Linked DNA regions of Mus musculus: regions 1, 2 and 3 are each linked to region 4. The links are chromatin contacts, called in public HiChIP or PLAC-seq and promoter capture Hi-C maps. All regions are on one chromosome and are shown on one strand. Each heading gives the region's core, a stretch centred on a gene start, on an enhancer-like site or on the middle of the called end of the contact. The rest is flanking DNA. Distances are from core to core; before and after follow the strand shown.

Evidence for each region. Promoter capture Hi-C pulls out the DNA fragments that hold promoters and counts their contacts. HiChIP or PLAC-seq counts read pairs in DNA pulled down with a chosen protein or histone mark.
Region 1: a contact with region 4 is called in an H3K4me3 HiChIP or PLAC-seq map of embryonic stem cells, with 7 times the contacts expected there. The contact joins the enhancer-like site here to the promoter of Tlx3 in region 4. A contact is called at or near these places in 3 of 39 promoter capture datasets (cranial neural crest, hippocampal neurons and liver), 5 of 484 Hi-C or Micro-C datasets (the N1E-115 cell line, cochlea and embryonic stem cells) and 14 of 115 datasets of contacts at active chromatin or transcription factors (bone marrow-derived macrophages, craniofacial prominence, embryonic basal ganglia and 6 more).
Region 2: a promoter capture Hi-C map of embryonic stem cells shows a contact between it and region 4. The contact joins the promoter of Gabrp here to the promoter of Tlx3 in region 4. A contact is called at or near these places in 9 of 39 promoter capture datasets (the 3T3-L1 cell line, cranial neural crest, embryonic stem cells and 3 more), 2 of 484 Hi-C or Micro-C datasets (cochlea and embryonic stem cells), 9 of 115 datasets of contacts at active chromatin or transcription factors (bone marrow-derived macrophages, embryonic midbrain, embryonic stem cells and 3 more) and 1 of 9 other capture datasets (adipose tissue).
Region 3: a contact with region 4 is called in an H3K27ac HiChIP or PLAC-seq map of embryonic stem cells, with 5 times the contacts expected there. The contact joins the promoter of Ranbp17 here to the promoter of Tlx3 in region 4. A contact is called at or near these places in 6 of 39 promoter capture datasets (cranial neural crest, embryonic stem cells, hippocampal neurons and 2 more), 4 of 484 Hi-C or Micro-C datasets (LSK cells and embryonic stem cells) and 14 of 115 datasets of contacts at active chromatin or transcription factors (bone marrow-derived macrophages, craniofacial prominence, embryonic basal ganglia and 6 more).

Annotation. Positions count from the first base shown.
Region 1 is chr11:33,549,938-33,552,832 of GRCm38.p6, reverse strand. Gabrp (gamma-aminobutyric acid (GABA) A receptor, pi) reads left to right here. Exons shown (of 10, transcript NM_146017.3): 10 at 1-2,052. The coding sequence ends at 293. Among named protein-coding and RNA genes, the nearest start is that of Gm36005, 6.8 kb to the right of the region's middle. Within about 2 kb of position 1,457, at least 7 of the 459 cell types and tissues checked have an H3K27ac peak or open chromatin away from gene starts, as enhancers often do. A contact at or near this core is called in embryonic stem cells, where this site is marked.
Region 2 is chr11:33,577,365-33,580,702 of GRCm38.p6, reverse strand. It overlaps Gabrp (gamma-aminobutyric acid (GABA) A receptor, pi), which reads left to right and starts at 1,746. Exons shown (of 10, transcript NM_146017.3): 1 at 1,746-1,897.
Region 3 is chr11:33,511,926-33,515,120 of GRCm38.p6, reverse strand. Ranbp17 (RAN binding protein 17) reads left to right here and starts at 1,368. Exons shown (of 28, transcript NM_023146.3): 1 at 1,368-1,519. The coding sequence starts at 1,502.
Region 4 is chr11:33,202,081-33,204,997 of GRCm38.p6, reverse strand. It overlaps Tlx3 (T cell leukemia, homeobox 3), which reads left to right and starts at 1,410. Exons shown (of 3, transcript NM_019916.2): 1 at 1,410-1,959; 2 at 2,326-2,569. The coding sequence starts at 1,539.

The sequences.
Region 1 (2,895 bases), core at 208-2,707, 350 kb before region 4:
AGGACTCGGAAGAAGTCAATATCACCAACATCATCAACAGCTCCATCTCCAGCTTTAAACGGAAGATTAGCTTTGCCAGCATTGAAATCTCTGGTGACAATGTCAACTATAGTGACTTGACAATGAAAGCCAGCGACAAGTTTAAGTTTGTCTTCCGAGAGAAGATCAGCAGAATCATTGATTATTTCACAATTCAAAACCCCAGCAATGTGGATCGATACTCCAAACTACTATTTCCTTTGATTTTTATGTTGGCCAATGTATTTTACTGGGCATACTACATGTATTTTTGAGACGCCATTGAACTCTTGCATCACATAATGAGGTTAAGGGTATTCTAGAACATGTGTGTGCACTTCAGCTTAGAAAGCTACAAATGGGCTAATGTAACAATTATTCTAAGTTGTGTAGAAGCCCTAGTGTGACCAGATTCTATAATAGAGTCATTATAAGGCAACCCTTTTCTTCTTCAATTTTGGACAGAACACCCCCTCCACACACATACACAGAACCCAAGACTGCGAACCTACTCAGGGCTATTTGCTCTCTGGATCCCTGGTCTGCATTCACTCCATAAAAATGTGGGAAGATGATTACATATATTAAGGGGTTTATTTTCTAAAGAATTCATAGTGCCACTGATTACATCTCTGTGGCCCTTATAATATGCTCTCTTGCCTATTTAAACACCAGTGTTTTCTAATTTTTGTTTTTCCTTGAAATATGAAATGTGGGTTTGCGTCAATTCATTGGTGGTTACCTTGCCTCATCAACCTAATACCAGATGGGTTCTTAGTGTTATTTAATACCACAGAAGAATTGTCCCCAAATTCTAATACATCCTATTATTCACAAATCAGATGTAAATGAATAAAATTAGTGGATCAATAAACTAAAAGAAAAAAACATAAATCCTTTGGGGTCCAGGGCTTCATGCCGTTTTTCCACGTATCTTATTATTTTGTTTTTATACACCTTAGTCCTAACCTATGTAAAAACCCCTTTTCCACATCAGGAAAACGGGAGGAAGTTTTGAAACTTGTTCTGGATTCCTAATACAGAATGCGTCCATGAAGACTTGCTGAGTCAAGTGTACTAGCTAGCCACCTTTACTCACATACTGGCTAGGAACCAAGTAGACCAGAGAGTGCTCTGTCAACCTGTCCTCTCTGCTGACCTGTTGACCAAGATGCTGGGGAACATTTTGCCGGTGGCAAAGGCCCTGCCTCCTTCAAAGAGGAGCTTTTATCCCTGTGCTCCAGTGACTAGGCAGGAGTGATGTCTATTAGATAAGAAGCGGCACTACTGGGACACAAGTAGCTTATCTTAAATAGTTACCTTTTCCCAACCTTTCTAGCTGGACTACTTTGAGTGGATTACCCTGCCTGAGCAGCAGACCACTGGCCCTGACTGGTTCCGACTGTTCTGAACGATGGAAAGACACATTGCACAACCCACGTGAGCTGTCTTTTCTGAGTTCAGCCAGGGTCACCCTGACCTAGGAGCTCTTGTGTGCCCTCTCTCTCTCTTGCTCCACGGGAATCGCCTATATAAGGTTCCAATGCAGCCTCAATTGTTTCAAAGACTCTTGCTGTCTTCAGGTCTTTCCCTTCCTTTTCTAATGAACCCTCAGCTTTCCCTGTCCTTTCTACAACAAACCGGGGCTGTAGATGTTCTTTCCTTTCACGTCCTTCACCCACGGGCCCTCCTTTTCATCAGCATGGCTCTGCCCATCGTTCCGTTTCTGTGAGCTTGAGTGCCTGGCGCTTAACAGATGTTTCTATTTTAGGATTCGCTTTGTTCATTGGAGTACAATAGGTGTAGTTGCGCCATTAGAGTTCTTAGTAGAATCTCTTTGTATTTTGTATCTGTCATATACATTCCTAAGGGGAGGGGCTAGGGGAGGGGAAGTGTGGTTGAGTGAGTAGGTCATACCTGTGCATTTTTTTTTAAAAATAAAAATGTTTAAAATATAACTTCACTGAGGCCTCATTTTAAGCTACAGAAAAATAAAAGTTGTAAATATGTGAAACTATAAAATAAATATATAGTATGAGCTACTGGGTGGTGACTGCAGAATAATACAAAAGATACATAGTATAGTGCTAATAGAGTGTCTCCATACCGCGTCCACCCCAGACAGCACACATTCACATTCACACATGAGAAGAAATACAATTTTTAGTATGAGAGTAGTTTTTGGGAGAGAGGCAACCTTTAGATTTTAGAGCCACGCTGCTCTTTGGATAGTAGGAGACAACATTGGAATTCTCAGTAAAAACTGCTAATTCCTTACATCTGTCCCAAATATTCTGCCTATGCAGAGTATTATCTACACAAGTTTTATTTAAAATAGTAGTTTTAGAGCAGTGGTTCTCAACTTTCCTAATGCTGCAACCTTTTAATACAGTTTCTTATATTGTGGTGAGCCCAACCATATAGTTCTTTTCATTGCTACTTCACAACTATAATTTTGCTACTGTTATGTAAATACTTTTGGAAATAGGTTTGTTGGGGGGGGGGGGTCGCAGCCCACAGGTTGAGAGCCACTGTTTTAGGTAACTATATTAAGGACTTTATCAAATATCCAGATGATTTTTACCAGGTGCAGTAAGAAATATTCTAAGCCAGGGAAATACGTTTTTTAACTACATTGTTATTGAGAATATCAAATGTCTCCATGGAGGGAGTTGTGTAACTATAGGAAGGCAGTCAATGACAAGTAAATATCAGAAGGTTCATTTCTGATGCAGGCCGGGAAAATGGGGAAACAGAGAAATGAGCACAGAAGAAAAGAGCTAGAAGATGCTGCAGTCCACAAGCTGAGGAGCAGCCATGCACAGCGTGGTGTGTGCCCTAGCCATGCAGGGAGGACCACAGTGCAGTGTGGGCCCT
Region 2 (3,338 bases), core at 497-2,996, 380 kb before region 4:
GAAGAAGAAGAAGAAGAAGAAGAAGAAGAAGAAGAAGAAGAAGAAGGAAGAAGAAGAAGAAGAAGAAGAAGAAGAAGAAGAAGAAGAAGAAGAAGAAGAAGAAGAAGCAGCAGCAGCAGCAGCAGCAACAGCTAGAGACCAGACAGCAAGCTAGCAAGCTTTGTTTCTCGGTGGTCAGTGCTCCAGGTTCCTGCCTTGGCTTCCGTCTATGACGGATGTGACATGTAAGCTGAAACAAACCCTTTCCTCCCCAGCTTGCGTGTTTATGACAGTAGAAAGAAAATGATCATGGTGTTTATGACAGCAGAAGAAAAGCAAATTGAAAAGACAGAATGAGAGAAGGCTAGTTTCTCGAGCACCTCGTGCATAGGGTCTTCTATGCCAGAGACGTTGAGATGCAACTCTGTGTTGTGACCGCCTGTGATTGCCTGTGACCGCCTGTGACCTCAGAGTTCTTTCAGCAACCCTGCTGAGGATGGACCTCTCTCATCACATAAGATGCGGGCTCCCGGTAGATTAAGCAACTTGCCCAAAGCTAAACCCTTGTTCCCAGTTCCCCCTCCCACAGAGCCTCCCAGATCTCAGTTGTCTTTGTGACAACTCTGTTTATGTGAGAACTTCTTAGAAATTCTGAGAATTAGCCCCAAACCATGGGCATTCAGGTAGAACTTGAAACGGCTATTCAGTCATTCCTGTTCTGGCCACCTTCAGGTTGCCAGGTGAAAGTGGGGTCACTCAGGTGATGTGAAAGGGCTTTCTCTTCAGCATCCACACCCTCCCCGCAAGCACAGAAATGTTTGGGGGTGGGGGGCTGGCCAGACTCCAGAGGAACACTAAGCGAGTTGGTCTAGAGCCAGAAGCATCTATAGTACATTGTACCCTAAGATCCTCCCCTCCTGCCCACTTCCTTCTGCTTCCTGCCGCTAGCTCCTGCTCCCTCTGTTTATTCTACCTCCCTGCTCCACACTGGGCAGGGTCTGCACAGGAGCTTGGCCCAGGGTGGCCTTGACATTGCCAAGAAGGAAGAAGGTGCCTCTAGGCATCCTGCCATAGCCTCTGCCCTCTCCCTGCCCCTCCCTCTGGTTCCCAGCCCTCTCAGGTATGACACCAACTTCCAGAGGCTTCTACCCTTGACCACTGGCTACAATATGGAGTTCCCTGAAGGAATTTGTTTGAGACTTAAAGGATATTCTCTAGGGATCTGGGATACAGCAAATGAGACCAGAAATCTCCAGAATTACCCCCCACCTCTTCTGAGCACCACTTTCCTAATCCTTAGCATTTTCTGTGTCTTTGCAACTGGAAAATCTGAATAGTCTCTAGTAACACATATTATTAGACGATGTTAATCCCAAACAAACTCAGCCAAGGCAAAGCCAGGACTGAGGCTCTCAGAAACAAATTAAGTTGTTTTGTGGATGCAAATCTGATGATTAGGCTAACTCGGATCCCTTTGCACAGTGTTGGAGGCACGTCCCCTGAAAGCAGAGTTTATCAAAGTGGTGGATCCATGCACTGAACTCTTAAGACATCTTGGATCACACAAGTCTTTCTCAGCTGAGGTTTGGGAGTGTGGCTAAAACGGGAACCCAGAATCAAAGCATAGATTAGCAAGATAATCAAAGCACATCAAGAGCTGGCTGATTCTCACAAACAACCCAAGACCAGTCAGAGCTCCACCAAGGGAGGAGCTGGAGGAGGCCCCACCCACCTATACCTGGTTCAGCAGCTCCAACTTCTCCAGAGAGAGAGCGCGCCACTCCATCGGAGACTGGGTGCATACTTAACACCCAAAGAGTCAGGACTGAGATGAAAAGGACCCTGGAGACCCAAAAGAGTATGCTCTGTGTGAGAGTCCTGCCTGAGATCTGGAAACACCTGCTGTAACAGCTGCCTGGTAAGGGAACGACTGGCATCCCTTGTGCTTGGAAAGAAGGCAGTAAGGAGCTGCAGGTGTGAGCCCTGCTGGGGTGGATGGGAGGGAGGGAGGGAGGGAGGCAGGCCTGGAATCTGCTGAGCCCTAACTCTGCCTCAGGTCTTAGAGTGTAGTGCGATGCCCTCTGTCAGAGTGAGAGACCCAGGTTGGCACTACCCTGCCTGGCACTGGAAATGTCATCATTTTCCTCTCTGCTGCCAGGCTAGACCAACAGGCACAAGGCACACCTTCATGGTTTTCTTGGGGAAGATTCAGGGCACTAAGACCTTTCAACTACACCTGCCTACCCACACATGACACACCCACTGAAGTGACAGGATGAGGGAACAGAAGTGAGTGTGAAGGAGGCTAGAGCATAGAGCACTCAGGCATTTCTGTGATGGAGCAGAGGTGGGAATTCCCATCAGAATCACCTCTGCTTCTCAGAGTCACTGCCTCCCAGGTGACACTCAAGTCCTGCGTGTGACCTGTTCTTCTTGGGTGGTACCAGCCGAGTATGCAAGGAGTAGTTTCAGCTTCAAATTGTTCTTGAACCAGTGAGATTACTAAATCCCCCAACGGAAGACACCGAGAATAGAACCAGTGAAGCAAATGGAAAGTACTATTTATTGTTTATGTTTATTCTGATTTGTCAGGTGGGAAACCAAAGCTGAGAGGTTAACTATGACTCAGCTTGATCTAACTCCAAAGCCCAGGCTCTCCTCTACACACAGATAGGAGATTTTAGCCAGAGGATTCAGCTAATCCACCTTGCAGGCGCAACTGCTGAAGGCTGGAATCTCCACCTACCCTCTCATGGTCTTTGATCACCACTAAGTGCTGGCTCTGATGCCTGTATCCAAAAGAGAGGACTGAGCCTACATCAAGAGCAGTAGACATATAAATAGTACCTTGAAGATTGGCTCATCAGCTATATGGGCTGGTGACTCCTGCTGAACTTCCAGGACCTGATCCCCAAAGTGGATTTGACATAAGGAGCAGGGTCACATGTGATCCCTGGGGAACCAAGGACTTTCTCCATCATAGAAAAGATGTCACATTCTAGCCTCCTAACTCACTACTGCTTTTTTGTTTTGTTTTGTTTTGTTTTTTTGCTTTTTGAGACAGGGTTTCTCTGTGTAGCCCTGGCTGTCCTGGAACTCACTCTGTAGACCAGGCTGGCCTCAAACTCAGAAATCCGCCTGCTTCTGCCTCCCAAGTGCTGGGATTAAAGGCATGCGCCACCACCGCCCGGCTCACTACTGCTTTCTTGTGCCCGGTATGTTCTGAGTTCTCCATGTCAGGCTGAAGTGAGAAAGGTGTTAGTGGTGTGGGCCCTGCCCGAGAAAACCATGCTAGTAAACTGGTGCCAGATGTGACCTCTGTACAGATCAAGGACTTGGGAAATACTGTTCAGACAGTG
Region 3 (3,195 bases), core at 119-2,618, 310 kb before region 4:
GGATGAATATAACACATAGACTTAGTGACAAACTGAAACTGGTCAAAAACAAAGTGAAAGAAAAAAACTTCAAGTACTCTAGAGTATATTATCTAAAGGTGCAATAATTAAGATTGATGGCTAACTCTTCAACTGAAACAATGTAAACCAGAAGACAATGAAATATCATCTTTAAAGTATCAAAAGATTAAAAAACTAAAGCCCAAAAGGCTATTATGGAATTTTATACCCAGCAAAACTACCTTTAAAATTGATGAAATGAGCCGGGCGTGGTGGTACATGCCTTTAATCCCAGCACTTGGGAGGCAGAGGCAGGCAGATTTCTGAGGCCAGCCTAGTCTACAAAGTGAGTTCCAGGACAGCCAGGGCTATACAGAGAAACCCTGTCTCGAAAAACAAAACAAAACAAATGCTTTCAAATTAACAAAAGCTGAGAGAATTTGTTAATATACCTAAGTTGTAAGAAACATTTCAGGAAAATTTCCCCTTAAATACATAAAAAGGCTGTTAAATAGAAGCATTGAACTCTGGAGAAATGAAGAACACTGGTAATGAGCAACTCTGATTCGATATATCTGCTCAATAACTCCTATTCCCATGAAATAATTTGGTGTAAAATATAAGTTCATGTGAAAGTGTAGACAAGGAGTTACAGACAAGCCAGAATTTTATAATTTTAATGCCTCATACACAATGTCAGCTTAACTTACTCAAAAAGTTAAAAAAATAAACAATGGGAGTTGGGCATTGGGGAACAAGAGTTAAGGATAGCATATGGGGGGGGGGGTCAAAGGCTGTGTGTTAGAGGAACAGAACATCTGTGCAGATGTGGGATTTGGGAGTCATGTATTTGTTTCAGAGTTCTGTCAGGAATCAATATGGCTTGTGGTAGACTTAAGGTTTATTATTATGTGTATGAAAGCGATGCAGGTGCCTGCTAAAGCAGTTGGATTTCCACAAGCTGGAGCTACATGCAGTTATGAACATGTGGGAGGGTGCTCTCCACTGCTGAGCAGTCTCTTCGCCTATCTACCACAGATTTAGGAGCCAAAGTGGGCAGTAACACACACCACCTATGCCTGCACTCAGGCCGCATGCAGATGACTGTGACTTCAAGTTCGAGACCAGCCTGGTTCACGTATTACAGTATTCATAGTGAGACCGACGACCCAGTCTCCAAAACTAAGTGGGCAGCTGAGGCGGGCAGTTGGGTCGTGGTGGTGAGTTAAAAGTTAAAGGTCAGAGGTCAGAGGCTCACTCTGAGGATGCAGCGGTTGTAAAAGGAGCGCACCGGCGGTTGGGCGGAGGAGCCCGAAGGACACGCCCCCTCCTCCCCGCGCTCCGCCGGCCCCGCCCAGTCCCGCTGCGGGCTCCGAGCGGAGCGCGCCGAGCACTGGGAGCGAGCGGCTTGGGGGGATCCCGCGGCGGCCGGGCTCGCGCGGCGCCTTCGCTCCCCCTCCCCTCGGCCCTCGGGCCGCGCGGCCTGCGCCGCTCCGGGAAGATGGCGCTGCACTTTCAGGTCAGTGCGCCGGGCTGTGGGCCTGGAGCTCCAGGCCGCGACCCCGAGCCCAGCCCCTTGCCTGGGAACGGTGTGGGGCGGGCGCAGAGGAGCGGGCTACGCTCGGCCGCGGAGTACGCTCTGGTTGGCGCGGCTGTAGCGGCGTCCCGGCAGGTGGGAGCTGGGGCGGAGGGGCCGCCATCCGGCCCTTACGCCCAGCCCGCGGTCGCTGTTCGCCCCGGGAGCTTGAGCTCGGAGGCCGGGACGGCGGGAGCAAGGCAGCGGGGCCAGAGGACTGTCATTGGCCGGAGGCGGGCGCGGGTCGGGGCGCGGCGCGACCGGGAGCGCGCAGCCTCATTGGTGGAGCCTCGGGGCTGGGCGCCGGCTACGCTGAAGGGATGCGGGTCTGTCCGGTGGCTCCCGCACTCTGCCGGTCTTCATCCCACAGAAGTATACTGAGCCTCTCCGCTGTGCATCTCCTGTGGCGGAACGTTCTCGGGATGCAGGGCGACGTCAGCTACCACCCTCGTCCTTTTAGAGCGCGCGATAATTGCTGCACACGTGAAGACTGTTATGGTAGAATTAGTCACGGGATATCGCGGGAGCACAGAAAGGGGGCAGTCCATCCGTAGGTGGAGTGGAGTCTCCACTTGTTACTGGGTTCCTACTGATGGTACATAAGCCTCTGGGCAAACTCGCTGCCTTGTACTCTCAGGGACGTGGGACTCTAGCGGGAATTGTAGGAACTGTATGTAGATACCCAGGTAGTGAGGGAAGAAAGACTACAGACTAAAGACGGTGTGGGCAAAGCAAAGAATTGTGGAAGACCGTTGCATACTGTGAAAATCTGTTCTTGCATCCTAAGATTGATTTGAAAAGTTGTGGATGGCAGAAGACCTTAGAGAAGTAGGCGGGATCTTAGTGACAGTGTATCTGAATGCCCCTTCCCCTTGTAGATTTACATGGATCCGATGGTCCGTCCCATGGACTTAGTGCTTTCTTACTTCTAAAGTAATTTAGAACCAGGAAATAGACCCACATTTTATCTTTTTTACTTACTGTTATCTTTTTATTTACTGTTTTGTTTTGTTTTATTTTTAAGGGTTCCCCAGCTCGGAATTAGCTATTTGTTATCACTTTAGTAAATAGATGTCTTGTGCAGAACTTTTGCAGGAAGAATCTCACAGAGATTACTTACTGTGAATTGGAAATAGATATTCAGATGTTCATAGTGCAGGTGTAAGTCTTGAGTAAATCAGAAGGCGTACAAGAACTTTGGAACCTTTTTGGACTTAGACGATGCCTGGTAAATCGCCAAGCCCTGGAAACTGCCTTCATCTCCAAGTGCAATATTACACAAGTGAGATGTTGGTGCCCAAACTGGTCGTATCATTCCTAGAAATATACACTAAGGTGACATTTTAAGGCATTGTTTCAGTGTCTTCTTCACACTTGGTAATTATGTAGCTCCACGATATAACTACTGTCCACAGGGCAGAGTTGCATGTGTAGACCGCCAGTTCCATGCTTTTACCCTTAAGTCCTTGCTTGCCTCAGTTTCTTGGAAGGCAGAGGAAGATACCATTCCTAGAGATTCAATCAGGATCATCCTGGTTAGGGAGCAGTAAGAAACAGGGCTGGATGATCTTTTGGGAGGCATTCTGAGTGGAGGAACAGAATGAGGAAAGATAGAATTA
Region 4 (2,917 bases), core at 161-2,660:
TGGGGGTGGGAAGGGAGCCGAGCGATGTGCTGTACCTACTAAGTGTAGGGCTCTATGCTCTTAGCACTCTCAATATCTCTCTCACAGTGCTCGAATACACAGTGCACGCTTTGCCCCATTTTACAAATAAAAACCTAAAGTCTCAAATGAATTTCAAACTTACTGAGCTATAAAGTGGCCCGCCCAAACCTACACACAACTTCTGACCAACATCACAGACATGGCTTGGGGCTTTCATAGTCAGGAAACCAGAGGAAGAGGCCTTGCCGCGAGTGTAGCGCTCAGAGTTTACAGCCAACGACTTTACAATCGGCCGCTAAGAAATGACTCTGGGTCTCACCCAGACCGAGAGAAAGGTGACCACTCCCCATGTGGTGCTGGCCACGGTGTTACCGGGCTAGTGTGGACAGTCCCGAAGGCGACAGCAGATCCTAGGGTGGTCAGCGTCTGGACTGAACTGCAGCCGGTAGGAGCTCGCTGCTCAAATTTCCAAAGGAAATTTCTCCATCTGCTCTAGATGGGAACCGCCCCCTTATGTGCCACTAACGACTGAGGTCCCCAAACCTGCTGCACCTCGGAGGGGTCCCAAACCAGCGACCATGGCCCTAACTATCCCGCAACGAATTTCAAGGGGCTGAATCCCAGTTCCCCACCAGTTGACCTCGGGTCCCTAGTCCAACCGGGCCCGTACGCGTGGGCACCTGCTAGTCACCGCTCAGTCCTCCTGGCTGGGACCAGGAAGCATCTCCAAAGTGCCCGCGACGCCTCGTTGGAAGCCCGGGCGAGGACAAATTCTCCCCACGCGGGTCGGTGTCCTAGGTGGCGTGGAGAACGCTCCGGTGCTCCCCTTGTTCCACGGGTGGACAGCGCCGAGCTTGCACCCCACAATGCTACGCTTTCGTTGCTCCGAAGGAGGGCGAACGGCCCGATAGGCTTCCGCAGATTTCGTAGGACCGTTCTTGGGTTGCATCTCTGCTGTGGCTGAAGATTCATTTTGTTTGGGGTTTACGCAGATGAAAATATTTAGAAGACAACGAAAACCCCCGCGGCAAAAGGCCATTTCCCCAGCAGCGCCTACGGGCGGGTGCGGCGGCGGGAAACGGCCGAGCCCGGAGCGGGGAGCGTCTGCTAATTGCAGCTTCGTTAGATTTCGGGTTTGAGAAGCTGCGGTTCGGGCGCTAATATCCGCCGCCCATTATCCCGGCTAATAAATTTGACCTATTGTTCGTTTGTTAAAATGATGTCACCTTGGAACAGTCCCTAAGCTCCTATTTCCATGAATTAGGCCTTTATTGAAAGCCGGGAGCCAATGAGAGAAGAGAGGCTTGTTGATCGCAGCCAATGGCTGCGGCGGGAGAGGAATTAGCAGCGGAAACTCCAGGTTCGGTTCAAGAAAGATGACACAGAGCCTGTCGGGCCCGCGCACTCTTGGCAAAGTTTCAGTGCGACTGGAGGCGCCGGGCGCTCCATGGCCGCGCCGTAACGGGGACCCAGCAGCCTCCCCGCCCAGCCCAGCCCAGCCCTTCCGCCCGCCCAGGATGGAGGCGCCCGCCAGCGCGCAGACCCCACACCCGCACGAGCCCATCAGCTTCGGCATCGACCAAATCCTCAACAGCCCGGACCAGGACAGCGCGCCCGCCCCGCGGGGCCCCGACGGCGCCAGCTACCTGGGAGGGCCCCCCGGGGGCCGTCCGGGCGCCGCGTACCCGTCTCTGCCCGCCTCCTTTGCGGGCCTCGGCGCGCCCTTCGAGGACGCGGGATCTTACAGTGTCAACCTAAGCTTGGCCCCCGCCGGCGTGATCCGGGTGCCAGCGCACAGGCCGCTCCCTGGGGCCGTGCCGCCGCCTCTGCCTAGCGCGCTGCCCGCTATGCCCTCGGTGCCCACGGTCTCCAGCCTAGGCGGCCTCAATTTCCCCTGGATGGAGAGCAGTCGCCGCTTTGTAAAGGACCGCTTCACAGGTGAGCAGAGCGAACCACCAGGAGCCAGGCCTCGGCTCTCCCGGGGCCAGGGGCGCCGCGCCCTGTGCACCCCACTCCCAGGATCGATTCCAGAGGCCCAGGCGTGGCGGAGGCCTCGGCACCCAGAGCTCGGGGCGGCTATGGGTGGGGGGAGGTTGAAGGTAAATCGGAGAGTTATGGGTCGGGGGAGGGGGGAAAGAAACCAACGTCCCAGGGAAAGGGGGGGGGGCGTCCCTGCCTGGCTTGAAGCTGCGGAGGGGACTCGCGGGACGAGCGAAATAGCGGAGCACTGTGTCCCACGGGGCTCCACGTGTGGCCCGAACGGTGGTAGGGCTGGGCTTCAAGGGGCCTCATGTGTCTCTGCAGCGGCGGCCGCGCTCACGCCCTTCACCGTGACCCGGCGCATTGGCCACCCCTACCAGAACCGGACGCCACCCAAGCGTAAGAAGCCGCGCACGTCCTTTTCCCGGGTGCAGATCTGTGAGCTGGAAAAGCGCTTCCATCGCCAAAAGTACCTGGCCTCGGCCGAGAGGGCGGCGCTCGCAAAGTCCCTCAAAATGACGGACGCGCAGGTCAAGACCTGGTTCCAAAATCGGAGGACCAAGTGGCGGTGAGAGAGGCCCGGCCCGGCCCACCACGCACCTGCCCTGCACCTGCCCCGCCCTGCGCGGCAGTCCAGCATCACGCCCTCTCCTGTGCTAGCTCCTACCCGCGCCCCCTGGACCATGCATCGCCCTTCTTTTACAGATTTGTTGTCCTTTCTTCCCACCGACCTGTATCCCTCTCGCCATCTCTCCCACGCCTCGGCGTCTCCATTTTCAGGCCCATCTCGCCAGTGTTTTGTTTCGCCTCCTTTGCTCGTTTGGGTTCCTCCCACCTGCCCCCCACCACACACACCCCGGGCCTCCCACACTCTCCTCCCTCTCTCATTCTAGCCCACCCACTCGGATTTCGGATT